Regions from separate parts of the Mus musculus genome. Here region 2 is linked to region 1. A link is a contact called in public Hi-C data. All regions are on one chromosome and are shown on one strand. Each heading gives the region's core, a stretch centred on a gene start, on an enhancer-like site or on the middle of the called end of the contact. The rest is flanking DNA. Distances are from core to core; before and after follow the strand shown. Region 1 overlaps Gm31175 (a long non-coding RNA gene). Region 2 holds the start of Sim2 (single-minded family bHLH transcription factor 2).

Evidence for each region. Hi-C and Micro-C count contacts between places; a contact is called where the count stands out from the background.
Region 2: a contact with region 1 is called in a Hi-C map of the C2C12 cell line, with 5 times the contacts expected there. The contact joins the promoter of Sim2 here to the enhancer-like site in region 1. A contact is called at or near these places in 15 of 484 Hi-C or Micro-C datasets (the AML12 cell line, the C2C12 cell line, CD8 T cells and 6 more) and 2 of 9 other capture datasets (adipose tissue and pancreatic islet).

Annotation. Positions count from the first base shown.
Region 1 is chr16:94,032,995-94,038,830 of GRCm38.p6, reverse strand. Gm31175 (a long non-coding RNA gene) reads left to right here. Exons shown (of 6, transcript XR_876272.2): 6 at 5,181-5,836. Among named protein-coding and RNA genes, the nearest start is that of 2410003I16Rik, 25 kb to the right of the region's middle. Within about 2 kb of position 4,535, at least 14 of the 459 cell types and tissues checked have an H3K27ac peak or open chromatin away from gene starts, as enhancers often do. A contact at or near this core is called in the C2C12 cell line and embryonic fibroblasts, where this site is marked.
Region 2 is chr16:94,083,355-94,088,807 of GRCm38.p6, reverse strand. It overlaps Sim2 (single-minded family bHLH transcription factor 2), which reads right to left and starts at 3,548. Exons shown (of 11, transcript NM_011377.2): 1 at 2,818-3,548. The coding sequence starts at 2,992. Gm31175 (a long non-coding RNA gene) reads left to right here and starts at 3,664. Exons shown (of 6, transcript XR_876272.2): 1 at 3,664-3,784.

The sequences.
Region 1 (5,836 bases), core at 3,286-5,785:
CCGCCAGAGTTCCTGATCACTTCCCTTGTTAGACAGCGGTCCTTCTGGCTACAGACCCAATTCTCAGCAACCAGTGATGGATAGCCAAGCTCAAAATTCCACTCCCACTCCTTGTCCCTGACACAGCTCCAGCCATCTTCCAGATTCCTGTCTTCAACTGCATGGCAGCCATAATTGAACTTTCTGCCGAGATTTACCAGATAGTTGGCCCTGGACCACCAATGTCAGCAGTACACGCTTCCCACAGCAGCTGTTTAGAGGTGTGGGTAAAATACAGAAAGGATTGGCAGTAGAACTGCACCAAATTCTACCCTGTTCGAGAAGCCCCCACGCCCTTGGACATCTGGAAGCCTGCCAAGACAATGGGGACATTAGGGCCTCCTCACCTGTCTCCAAGGTCTGTCCCTACACATGGCTGCCACTGTCAGGGAATCATGCGCCCCCTGGTGGATGCTTTATATTCTCATAACAATGGAGAGGGCATGCAAAAATCAGGACAAATTCCCCAAAGATGCAACACACCAAAGGAGACACTGAAGCCACCGGGGTCAGACACTGAAGCTCCGGGGTCAAAGGTGAGGAGAAGGCAGAGAGGTGGTGGCCTACGATCTCCAAGGGCACCCCCACAGCCTCCCGTCTTTTATTGGTGAAATCTTGGAATGGCATGGATTTTAACTTTCTAGTTTCCTTATCTGGTTGAAAATAGGCTATAAGCTGTTGTGTGGAATAAGGGGAGCCACAATATGTAACTTATTTATTTATTGTTGTTGTTATTTTGTAGCTCTGGCTATCCTGAAACTCACTAAGTAGATCAGGCAGGCCTTAAACTTACAGAAATCTACTTGCCTCTGTCTCCCAAGGATTAAAGGTGTGCACTATCATACTTGGTCAGGAAATACAGAATTTTAACCACTCTTAGAAAGATCTGTGCTTTAGTAAGCTATTTGTCTTCTAAAAATTCTTTCTTTTCTTTTTTCTCCTTCCTCTTCTTTCCATGTTTTCTCTCTCCCCCTCCCCCTCTCCCCTCCCCTTCTCCCCTCCCCCTCTCCCCTCTCCCTCTCCCCTCTTCCTCTCCTCTCCCTCTCTGTTAGGGCTAATGAGCTAAACCAGTAGGACCCAGGCAGACGCCGTTCCCAGCTTTCTTACCAGTAAACATCATGGAAGATGGTACATGGCAGGACATGGGCTGTAAGATGGCAGGGAAGCATACACACACGCACACATGCACACACACATGTACACGAATGCACATGCATACACACATGCACACACACATGTGCACGCATGCACATGCATGCACACATACACACATGCACACATGTACACACATGCACATGCATGCACACACATGCATGCACATGCATACACACATACACACATGAACACGTGTACACACACATGTGCACACATGCACATGCTCATGCACATGCGTACATCATGCATCAAGCATGTCTGGTGACTTACCACCTCATCACCCGCCAGCATAAGTTGCCATTTCTATAGGATTTGCCTCACTGCAGGCGACCAGCTAGCATGTGTTGGAAAAGCCAAGCTTGAGGCAGAGGTGATGTAATCCACATGGTAGAGGTGTGCTTCACTGACTTCCAGAAACACCATAGGTAGCAAATGTTTTCTTACTACCCTGCTAGAAAAACACGCACCGAGCACACACACCTTGCTCTTTGCCACCCTCTCATCATTGCAAGGTGAAAGATCCTACAGGTGTGGAAGGGGCTTGCTCCAGGAGGCTACTGCTCCCCAACAAAGCCAAAACGGCAACAACACTGCAAATGTGTCTCAATCTGCTGTGACATCCACTTGGTACAGGAAAGGTCCACTGACTCGTGGCCAGCTTCCCCTCAGGCACGGAAAAGGTTAAGTGGCCACTCACCCTGGAGTTCTGGCCCAAGAGTACAGTGTCAGGAGACTTCAGGCAGTGGCAGTAGCCAGCAGGAAAGAGGTGGCTTTGGGCGTGGGACACTTGGGGTCACCTGGCAGGGTGTGCCCTCTGAGATGAAGTTCAGGTCACTGGGTGGGTGGGGAGGTTACTCGTGAAAGGGTTATTTTCTTCTACACAGAACAATAGCTCACCGTTCAGCACCGAGGCAGCAGTTGGGTGAGCCAGAGCAATTGGGGGAAGTCTGTCCTCGTTGAGCTATGAGGTGTGGTGTGTGGGAACACTAGGTTCCACGGGTCCTAGAACAAGGAAAAACCTAGCAGTTTCTCTATTTTGCCTCAGAGAGGAGAAGGCCTGGTTGAATGCTCTTCTCCACCCTGTTTTTCTCTGTTCTGTGGCTGTGCCATGATGCAGGGTTGGGTGGGCAGGAGTTTGTAGAAGAAACCTCTGTAGCAGTGGAGGATGCTTCCTAACCAATAAAATAACTAATCAAAACGATTTTTATCATTATGGGTATTTTATCTGCATCTGTGTCATGTGTTACATGTATGTAGTGCTGTGTCATGTGCTACATGTATGTAGTGACTATCAAGGCCAGAGGAGGGCATGGGATTCATTGTAAATGGAGTTATAGGTGGGTGTGAGCTGTCACCTGGGTGCTGGGAGTCAAACATGGGTCCTCTGGAAGAGCAGACGGTGCTCTTAACTGCGGAGCCACCTCTCCGGCTCTGAAATCTTATCATCTTGGATTTAATGTAGGCCAGTAAGAAAAGTGGCAAACATTGTCCTGAAACAAAAATAGAAATTATATGCAAATGTATGCATATGGTCCAAAAACTCCATGTGTGCATGTGTGTGCATGTGTGCATACCTCTCTCTCTCTCTCTCTCTCTGTCTGTGTGTGTGTGTGTGTGTGTGTGTGTGTGTGTGGTGTTTAATTTCTGGAAGAGTTCTTAGCTGATATGTTAACATCACTGCTGGAATGAAGATCCCAAACTTGTCAGTGTTGGACATCCGTTTCTCGGCGTGTTAGCTTTTATAAAGTACATATGGGGTGTGTGCGAATGAATGATGTTAGCTAACTGAATACTGAGGCATAGAAAATAGTTTCACACCAAGAGGAAGTGCCCCAGAGACTGGTGATGAGGCATGTCATGTTGGTCCATGATCCATGATAGTATGGGGACACAGAGACACATCAAAGCAACAAAGGAGACAAGGTCTTCTAGCCCCCACGGGATTCTGATGTCATCTGTCCCCTGTATACCACAAATTCTTGAGTAGAAGCAGTCTTTGGGTAGCCTATCCATACTGATCATACTAGGAACTACTGGGTTCTGCAGGGTATCTGGCCTACAAGGGACTTGGGAAGAGGAGGGCAGATAGGTGTAAATTACTTGAACAAACAGAGCAATTAGACTCCCCTTGTTCAAGAGATGGGCAGTAGAACTACCCTGCATCTCTCTTTGAATCAGAGTCTCATGTAACCCAGGCTGGCCTTAAACTTGCTATGTAGCTGAAGACAACCTTGACCTTCTGATCTTCCTGCCTCTCTGGGTGCTGGCATTACAATTGTTTACTAATGCGACTGGTTTAAGAGGTGTCGGGGATTGAACCCAGGGCTTCATACACTGTAGGCAAGCATTCTGCCAACTGAGCTGCATCCCCAGCCTTTGCCTCTCTCCCTCCTCCCCTCTCTCCTTCCCTTCTTTCTTTCCTTCTTTCTTTATTTTCCCTGCTGGATTTGGGTGTCAGCTCCTTGCTCCTTCTAGGCTGATGCTCTGCCTCTGAATGTGTCCTAGCTCAGAAATCTATTTTGCTTTCACATAAAGAGCAGCTTTTCATAACTCTGTCTCCCTCCCTGGCACAGATTCTGTCCCAGGGTCTGCTCTGTAGGACTAAGGTTCAGGGAGACTGGGTAGATGACATGCAGGCTCTTCTCAGAGCCACCTACTCGGGAGACAGGAAGGGGACAGTCTTCCTGGACTTGGCTTTTTTTTTTTTTTTTAATCTCCCTTCCATCTGGTCAGAAACCTTTGATAAAAGGAGACAAGTGTGGTTCAGTTTTATTTTGAGCCATTTGACTAGGGTCTGACTTCTTAGAGGGTTTATGGAAATACAAAAAAAATCATATAAAGCTTATTTTAATTTCACATATGTTACAAATCAAAGGAACCATTGTGCAAAACGGTATGCCAGTGACCTGAGATGGTCTGATATCTGAAGCCATTTCCAGAACAGATTCACAGCTCCAGACAGAGACTATGTAGGTTCCCTAAGATGCCCTGAGTGAAGAGGCGTGTAGTCATGACACACCAAAGCCCAGGCTTTTGTTTTGTAAGACATTTTTACTGTGGAGGCAGGAGCTGTGGCATTTGTTGTTTTTTATTAAAGAGAAAAAGGCCGTTGCACTAGAAAGGAAAAGAAAACATTTTCCAGATACCCCGTGATTCATCCACCAATGGCTTTATGAAGATCTGTTCCGTGACATTTATTGCATTTTTGGCGAAAACTGAAAAGAAATGAAAACGGAAAAAAATGGTCAAAATTAATGATGGCCCCGCACAGTCACATGACTGTCCTAAAAGGGAAAGCTCGTCCATGTCTAAGCTGGGAAGAATTTATAGGCAGGCTATGTTATTTTAAAGCATTCCTCACAGCAACATCAAACTCAAATTTCATATCTCCGGGGGCAAATTGGAGTCCATTTGATGAGTGGCATCACGTTGCTGTTCCCCACAGTGTTTTGTCAGGAACTCTCTTCCCCCTCCAGCAGGGTCCATGAGGCTTAGAGCGAAAAGATGGGACGTTGTACCTTCTTCTGACTTGGAAAACCGCACACTCCACAGGGAGAATCAAGTCTCTGGCATGTGTTAAAACTGCCCTGCCTGCCCATTAGCATCTGGGAAGACATCTTAGACAATATCTTGGAAGCTCAGGCTTAGGACTAAGAACCAGGAGAGATGGCTAAGGAATGTGGTGCAGGCGCTGATACTCCAACCTCATGCTTTACAGCCAGCAGGCAAGCCACATTGCTACTCAGTGCCTCAGTTTCCCCAGGTTATCACACGACTGGAGATGCCTTGCCTGTAGTCATTAAGGTTGGTATCATGATCATTCATACCCATAATTCCCTGTTAAAGAATGATACATTTCCATCCCATTGACCATGGTTGGCCGTGAGGCAGGCTACACCTGAGGGCGTGGAGCTTACGTCGGGGGAATGCCTACTCTCTAACCAAGAAACGTTATGTGAGTGCACTCCTCTCTCGATGTTTTGCAGGGCATGGTTGCTTCATTGGTTGAGATCTCAGATGGGAAGATGTGAGACACAGAGCAGCAATGTAACCCAGTAACAGAAATGCATTTGCCCCTGTGGTCACAGAGAACATGGGGTTCTCTGCTACGTTAGACATCCCGACTGATCCGCCAGCTCAGAGCCCTCCTGTTCTGATATTTCCACATTGTGAATTGCCTCTGCTCCTGCCCTGAGTGGTCCCAGCTGGTTTCCCCATCTTTGCCAGCCTTCTGCCCTGACTTCTTTTATCAAGGTCTCCAGAGCAAAGGACTTTGACTCCCTACGAGGGAGGGCGGATACAACTAACAACCCAAACATGATTCTGAAGCTATCTGTGAAGTACATCGATGCTGGAGCCCAGAGTCTGGTGGTCTGGAGGCCTAAGAGGACCGCTAGGAAAGAGCTTATTTAGAGACAGGCTCCAGTGGTCATTACAGTTTTACATTACATTCTACTGTAGTGTTCTGGAACTCTCCAGGATGAAGATGGTGATACTTCAAGGATTCTTGGGTATCCTGCAGTGACAGGGGTAGGCTCAGGAAAGCATGCATGCGCTGTGACTAAGGTGGGACATTTACGCTCAGTTAAGTCCAACCAATAATAGCAAACATGGTGACAGTGGTCTGTACAAACTTCTCTGC
Region 2 (5,453 bases), core at 2,299-4,798, 51 kb before region 1:
CAGAGACCCCACTGCTCTGAGGCATTAATTCTTCCCACTTCCAAAGTCCCAAGCTGCTCTTCTAGATTCTTCTTTACCCAGTAAACACCCTTGCTCAAGGCAAAAATTGTATTTGGCGGATAGATTCTTGCTCAGAGTCTTTTCGACTTGTGTGGAAGAACTGATCTAAAAAGATCCTGCCGGTGTCCAGTACTGCCCTGGCCACTAAGACCCTGAGAGCCATGGTCTTGGTTTGACTTCAAAGCAACCGTCCTCAGCCGACCCTGACCCTGGTTTCCCCAAAACAGGTTAAATCAATTACAAGAACACCTCTGGAGAAGGGAGTACATTATTTTGCATAACAGAGCTACTTCCAAAGACAAAGACTGCCCCAGACAGCGTGAGAACGGGTGCCACCGTGCCAAGTGATTGAGCAGTGAGTTCCTTACACCCTACCTAGGCTACCCTTTCTCCGAAGCATTCCTGTGACAGCATTGCTAGGAAGGGGTGTCGGAGTTAAGGCATTGCCTCCTTCCTTTTGCTGGCCTCACAATTTCGGAGCCATTTCTAGAGCTAAATGGTACCAGGCTGACCCCTTCAAGGAGTATCAAGCTTTAGAGTCACCTTCTATGAAGCAGAGGTGCCCTCCCCCACCCCACCCCCAATTGGGCAGCGTCTGAGCAATGCACTGGGGACGCTTGCTCAGGGCAGTGCCCACAGAAGGCCCACTCCCGCAGGAACCCAGAACGCAGCCAAGTGCCTTCTTATACACACCAGACTGAGAGCTTATTTAAATGGCTACTGTGCTATACACACAGCAGTGTCCTTATTTGCTGGCTAGCTCCCAAACAAGAATAGCTTACTTAGTCCTTTACCCGCAGTCCTCCCCCGCCAGTTAATCTCTGGTTTGTTTGAAATAACTGACAACATACCGTTTACTCTTCTGATAATTTTTATTTTTAAAACCCAGGAGGGTTTTAAAACCTCCTCAAGGCAGGAGGCCTGATCTCGAAGCCTATTTTGTAGCAAGCGGATAGGAAGGCTCCTTGTAGAACATCGGCTAACACCACTCTTCCGGGTGGAAAAGAAACCAACGAAAAGTTGCTGCTGTTGTAAAACCTAATTCCATATTTTAACCTTCCACGGAAACTTCAGACAGCAGCAAATCATCTCTCCTTCTCAGACCCAGGGGTCCTGACAGCAGGGAGCCAGGACCAAGAACTTTCAGCGCAGGGGGAGAAACCCCGAGGAACGTCCCTTGGGCCCAGCTGGGTATGCTTTAGGACCGCAGGGTGCTGGAGCAGGGCCCTCCCGAAGTGGGCCTGCCGGGCAGGGGCCGAGCCACCGCCTCTCGCTACCTCAGCTCCCGGGTGCTCTAAGTTCGCCGGCGCTTACTCCCGGGCCCCTCCGGACTGGAGGCTGGCACCCGCGGACCAGACAGCCGAGCTTCACCACTGTGGTGGAGGAAAATTCAGCTAAGACTCAGACAAAGTAAACACAGGCCGTGGGAGGCAGCCGCAGAGGGGGCTTACTGACCCCGCGCAACAGCACTGGTGGAGAAGCCCTGTGGCCCAGGGACACCTGTCGCCACCAGAGCAACGACTCTCCAAATCTCTGTCTTCCTTCCGCGGCGCTGGCTTTCCGAGAGGCCTGCTCTGCACTACCAGCCCTAAAGCCTGGAGGTGCTGGAGGCAACAGGCCTCGGAGCCCGGTGCTTTCTGACAATGTCAGAATCCCTCAGCCCCAGCCACAGACCCCAGACCTGATTCACTGCGGTGCCTGACCCAGCCGCCCGTCACCCGCTGGAGAGTGTCCATCCAGCAGGCCGCTATTTCCTACAAACCAGCGTCCACAGGAGAGCTGCGGCCCGGTGACAATTGCCCGCTGTAGCGCTTTCAAATCCTGAGATGTTACACTCAGGCCCACCCGCCACTTTTGAAATGATCCCTTTTCTCTTAACGGCAGCGTCCGAGCTTATCCAGTTTCTTGTCCTCCTGCCCGTATCATCGTTTCCCAGAGCAAAGGGAGGCAAGTTGGGGAAAACGATATAGGAGTCTCTCACTCGAATCTGCTCACAAACTCTCGGAGCCTCAGCGTTGGCCTGCGGTGCGCGGGCCTTCCTGTGCATTCAGCAGCTCAGAGAGGATAGAGCAGCGAGTCCTTGTCCACCAGCAGAAAAAGAGAGAAATGGAGGAGGGGGGAGCAAAAGCAGAGGCGAGAGAGAAGTAAGGAGAAGGGAAAAAATTATAATGGAGAGAGAGCAGGAGGAGGAGGAGAAGAAAGAAGAAGAAGAAGAAGAAGAAGGAGAAGGAGAAGGAGAAGGAGAAGGAGAAGGAGAAGGAGAAGAAGAAGAAGAAGAAGAAGAAGAAGAAGAAGAAGAAGAAGAAGGAGAGATAGAGAGAGAGAAAGAAAGAGAAAGAGGGAGAGAGAGAGAGAGAGAGAGAGAGAGAGAGAGAGAGAGAGAGAGAGAGAGAAGACCAGCATGGACTGGTATGGAAGGAAGGAAAGAAAGAGAAGCCAGTGAAAGGAGAGGAGGAGAGGGCCAGGAAAGAAAGGAAAGGGGGAAAGAACAACCGGAACGAACTAGCCTGCCTGTGTCAGCTTGGCAAACACTAACCCAGGAATAACGCTTGGTTTTCCCGACTCTGCCCAGAGCTTATACGTGATTGGATTGTCCCTCAGCCTTAGCTTAGGCCTGGGCCGAAGCCCCGGCGCGGCCTCCCCAGACGCGGCCACGGTAGCCAGGAGGCCGCGCGGGCTTCTCCGCGCACGGAAGCCTCCTTTCTGCAGCCGGCCGCTCAGCTCCCCCGCGCCTCGGACGCCCACCTGCAGCCTCACCTTCCGGGAAGACCGCGCGCATCTTCAGGTAGCTGGTGGTGAGTCGGATGATGGACGCTTTGTCCAGCTGCGAGGTGATGGCCGAAGGCAGCGGGAGCAGCTTGGCCAGCTCGTAAAACTCGCCATTTTCCTTCTCCCTCCTGGTTTTGGCCGCATTTTTGGACTTCTCCTTCATCGCGCCTCGGCTCTGGGCATATTAGACCTCGCTGCGCTCCAGGCCCGCGGAGTCCCGCTTGGGCTGCGGCAGCCGGAATGGGGACAGGGACGCCAGGGGTCAGGTGAGTCGGGGTGCCGGGCTCGGGCAGGTGCGGGAGACCGGCCTGGAGCACCCAACGTCTTCTGCAAGGCGCCAGCCCTGAGTCCGTCGCAAACCAGCTGCGCAGCCCCCCTCTCTGTCTGAGGCTGGAGGCTGGACCGTCCCGTGTGGACCTGATCCCAGCTCGCTCTTCCTTCTGGTCTCCAGTATCTCCCGCCTCGACCTTCCTGGGGCTGTGGTTGGCGGGCGAGCAGGCGCCGACCCTGTTTAGTCCTTAAAGGAGGGCTTGTACCCGCTGCCGCGAGGGCCCTCGGAAGGCAAGGGCGGCAGCGGCGGCGGCCGCCGCGGAGCCATGGGGCGGGAGCGGAGCGAGGTGGCAGTGGCCAGTGCCAAGCCTGAGCTCGGTGCGCTTTCCTGCCCTCCCCGGCGGTTCCGGCTTCCTTAGTCCGGTCGTCCGGAGCCCGCGATCGGTGGCGGGGCGCAGTTGCTCCGCGGTCCACGTGTGACCGAGCTGCGTTTGTTTATGGCAGACCCGCCTTCGGGCGGAGACTGGGCTGCGCGGGACCGCGGGAGGGGGGAGGGGAGGGGCCGTGGCGGGGGCGGTGAGCCTCGCCTCCGACCCCCGCCGCGGCCCGTGAGTCGCCGGCGCGCCTCCGCGTCGCCACCTCCAGGGACTGTCCCCACGAGAGACCGGCGCGCTCCCGGGGTAAGGTAAGCCGTGGTGAGTGCACGAGAAGCGTCGCGCCTACCCGCTCCGAGGTTGAGTGTCAGGGCCTGGGATCGAGGATGAGCGGCCGACGCGGTAAAGAAGGAAGGAGGGAGGGCTGCAGTGCTGGTTTCCACGGAGGCTCCGGGCAGGTCACCCGCGGGCGCGGCCCAGAAAAGGCGGCGCTAACAGCTGGCTAAGTGCCCGGCGACGGGGTGGCAATCCTGGTCTCACACTTGCACCTTCCTTGGGTGGCCGATCCGCGAGTCTAAAGGGGTGGCCCGAGGAAAAATTACTCCTTTCCCCTCCACTCATCCACACGCACGCGTGCACGACGCCTTCCAGGAGAGAGAGAGAGAGAGAGGGAGAGAGAGAGAGAGAGAGAGAGAGAGAGAGAGAGAGAGAGAGAGAGAGAGAGAACACGGGGTGGGCCAGAGGGCACGCGGGAGCGCTGAACCCAAGGGGCGCTAGCGGCAACAGGGCAATCGACTTTGGGCCAAAGCTTCAGGTCGACAATAATAGAGCCTTGGTAACCGGGAACGCTGATGCGACCCTCAGAAGTGGAGCAGAGGTAGCTGGCGAAGGGAGATTCAGTCACTGAGTGCAAGCATTCTCCCACTGCGCCACACTAGGTTAAATAATCTTGTGTCTTCCCTGCTGCTGAGGCCCGGATAGATGCCGGCACTACAGTCCCCTCGGGCGCTCAGGCGGTCGCGGTCGCCCGAACCCATCCACACTCCTCTTTGGAGCCTAAATCTTCCGACGCGGGTCAGATGCCATTTCCCAGGCGTCTTGGATCCCAGACAGAGACGCAGAGAGGTCTCAGCGCAGTTCTTTTTGTCGTCGTGGACCCCGTGGCTCGCTTGGTGGCTGTAAAGTTATAGGATGCAGAGAGTCTGACCTTGGAAACCCAGTGCCCGACACGGGATTTCCATATCCTGGCCACTGCTCCATTCCTCTCCCTCCAGTCCTCTTCCAAGCCCGAGAAAAGCTTGCAGGCCGACCAGCTCCTGGTCCTGCAGACTTCCCCACCCGCGCCGGGGGAGCTGGGCCTCCTAACCACTCGCGTGAAGCAGATTCTTCTGTCTTTTCTGGGTCCCCATTTGAAAACCCGAAGTTCGAAGGCCTTCGAGGAGTTGTAGACTGTCGTGGGGCTTCGGGCGGTTCACAAACCCCGGCCCTTCGCGCCTTAATTAAAAAAAAAAAAAAAAAAAAAAAACAAAACGGAAAAAACCGGTGCGCCAGGTGGCGTGAAGTCGCACCAGGCGGGAGCACGGAGGTGCTCACGCTTCGCGCTTGAGTTTGGAGCTCAAGTTTGGAGTTTGCTTTGAGTTTGGAGCTGGGTTCTGCGCTTGCAGGATTTTCTGGGTCCTGCAGTAGTACGGTGCACGTGTACGGAGCACGTTTGCCGGTGGTGCGGGTACCCAATGCCCAGACCTGCAGCCCTTGTCGGGAGTTCGGTGGGGCACTGTGCCTTTAGCCGCTCCGGGCAAGTAAGGGCTGCGGAGCCACCCTGCTACGGCGGACCCACTCTGGCGCCGCTTCGCAGACCTCCGAGGAATGAGCCCTGCACTCTGCAGATACATAGGGTTTAACGCTTCTCCCACGCCCCAGATTCCCGACCCTCAATTATGGACTCCCGAGAATTCCTCCCCGGCTTGAAAGGGATTACCC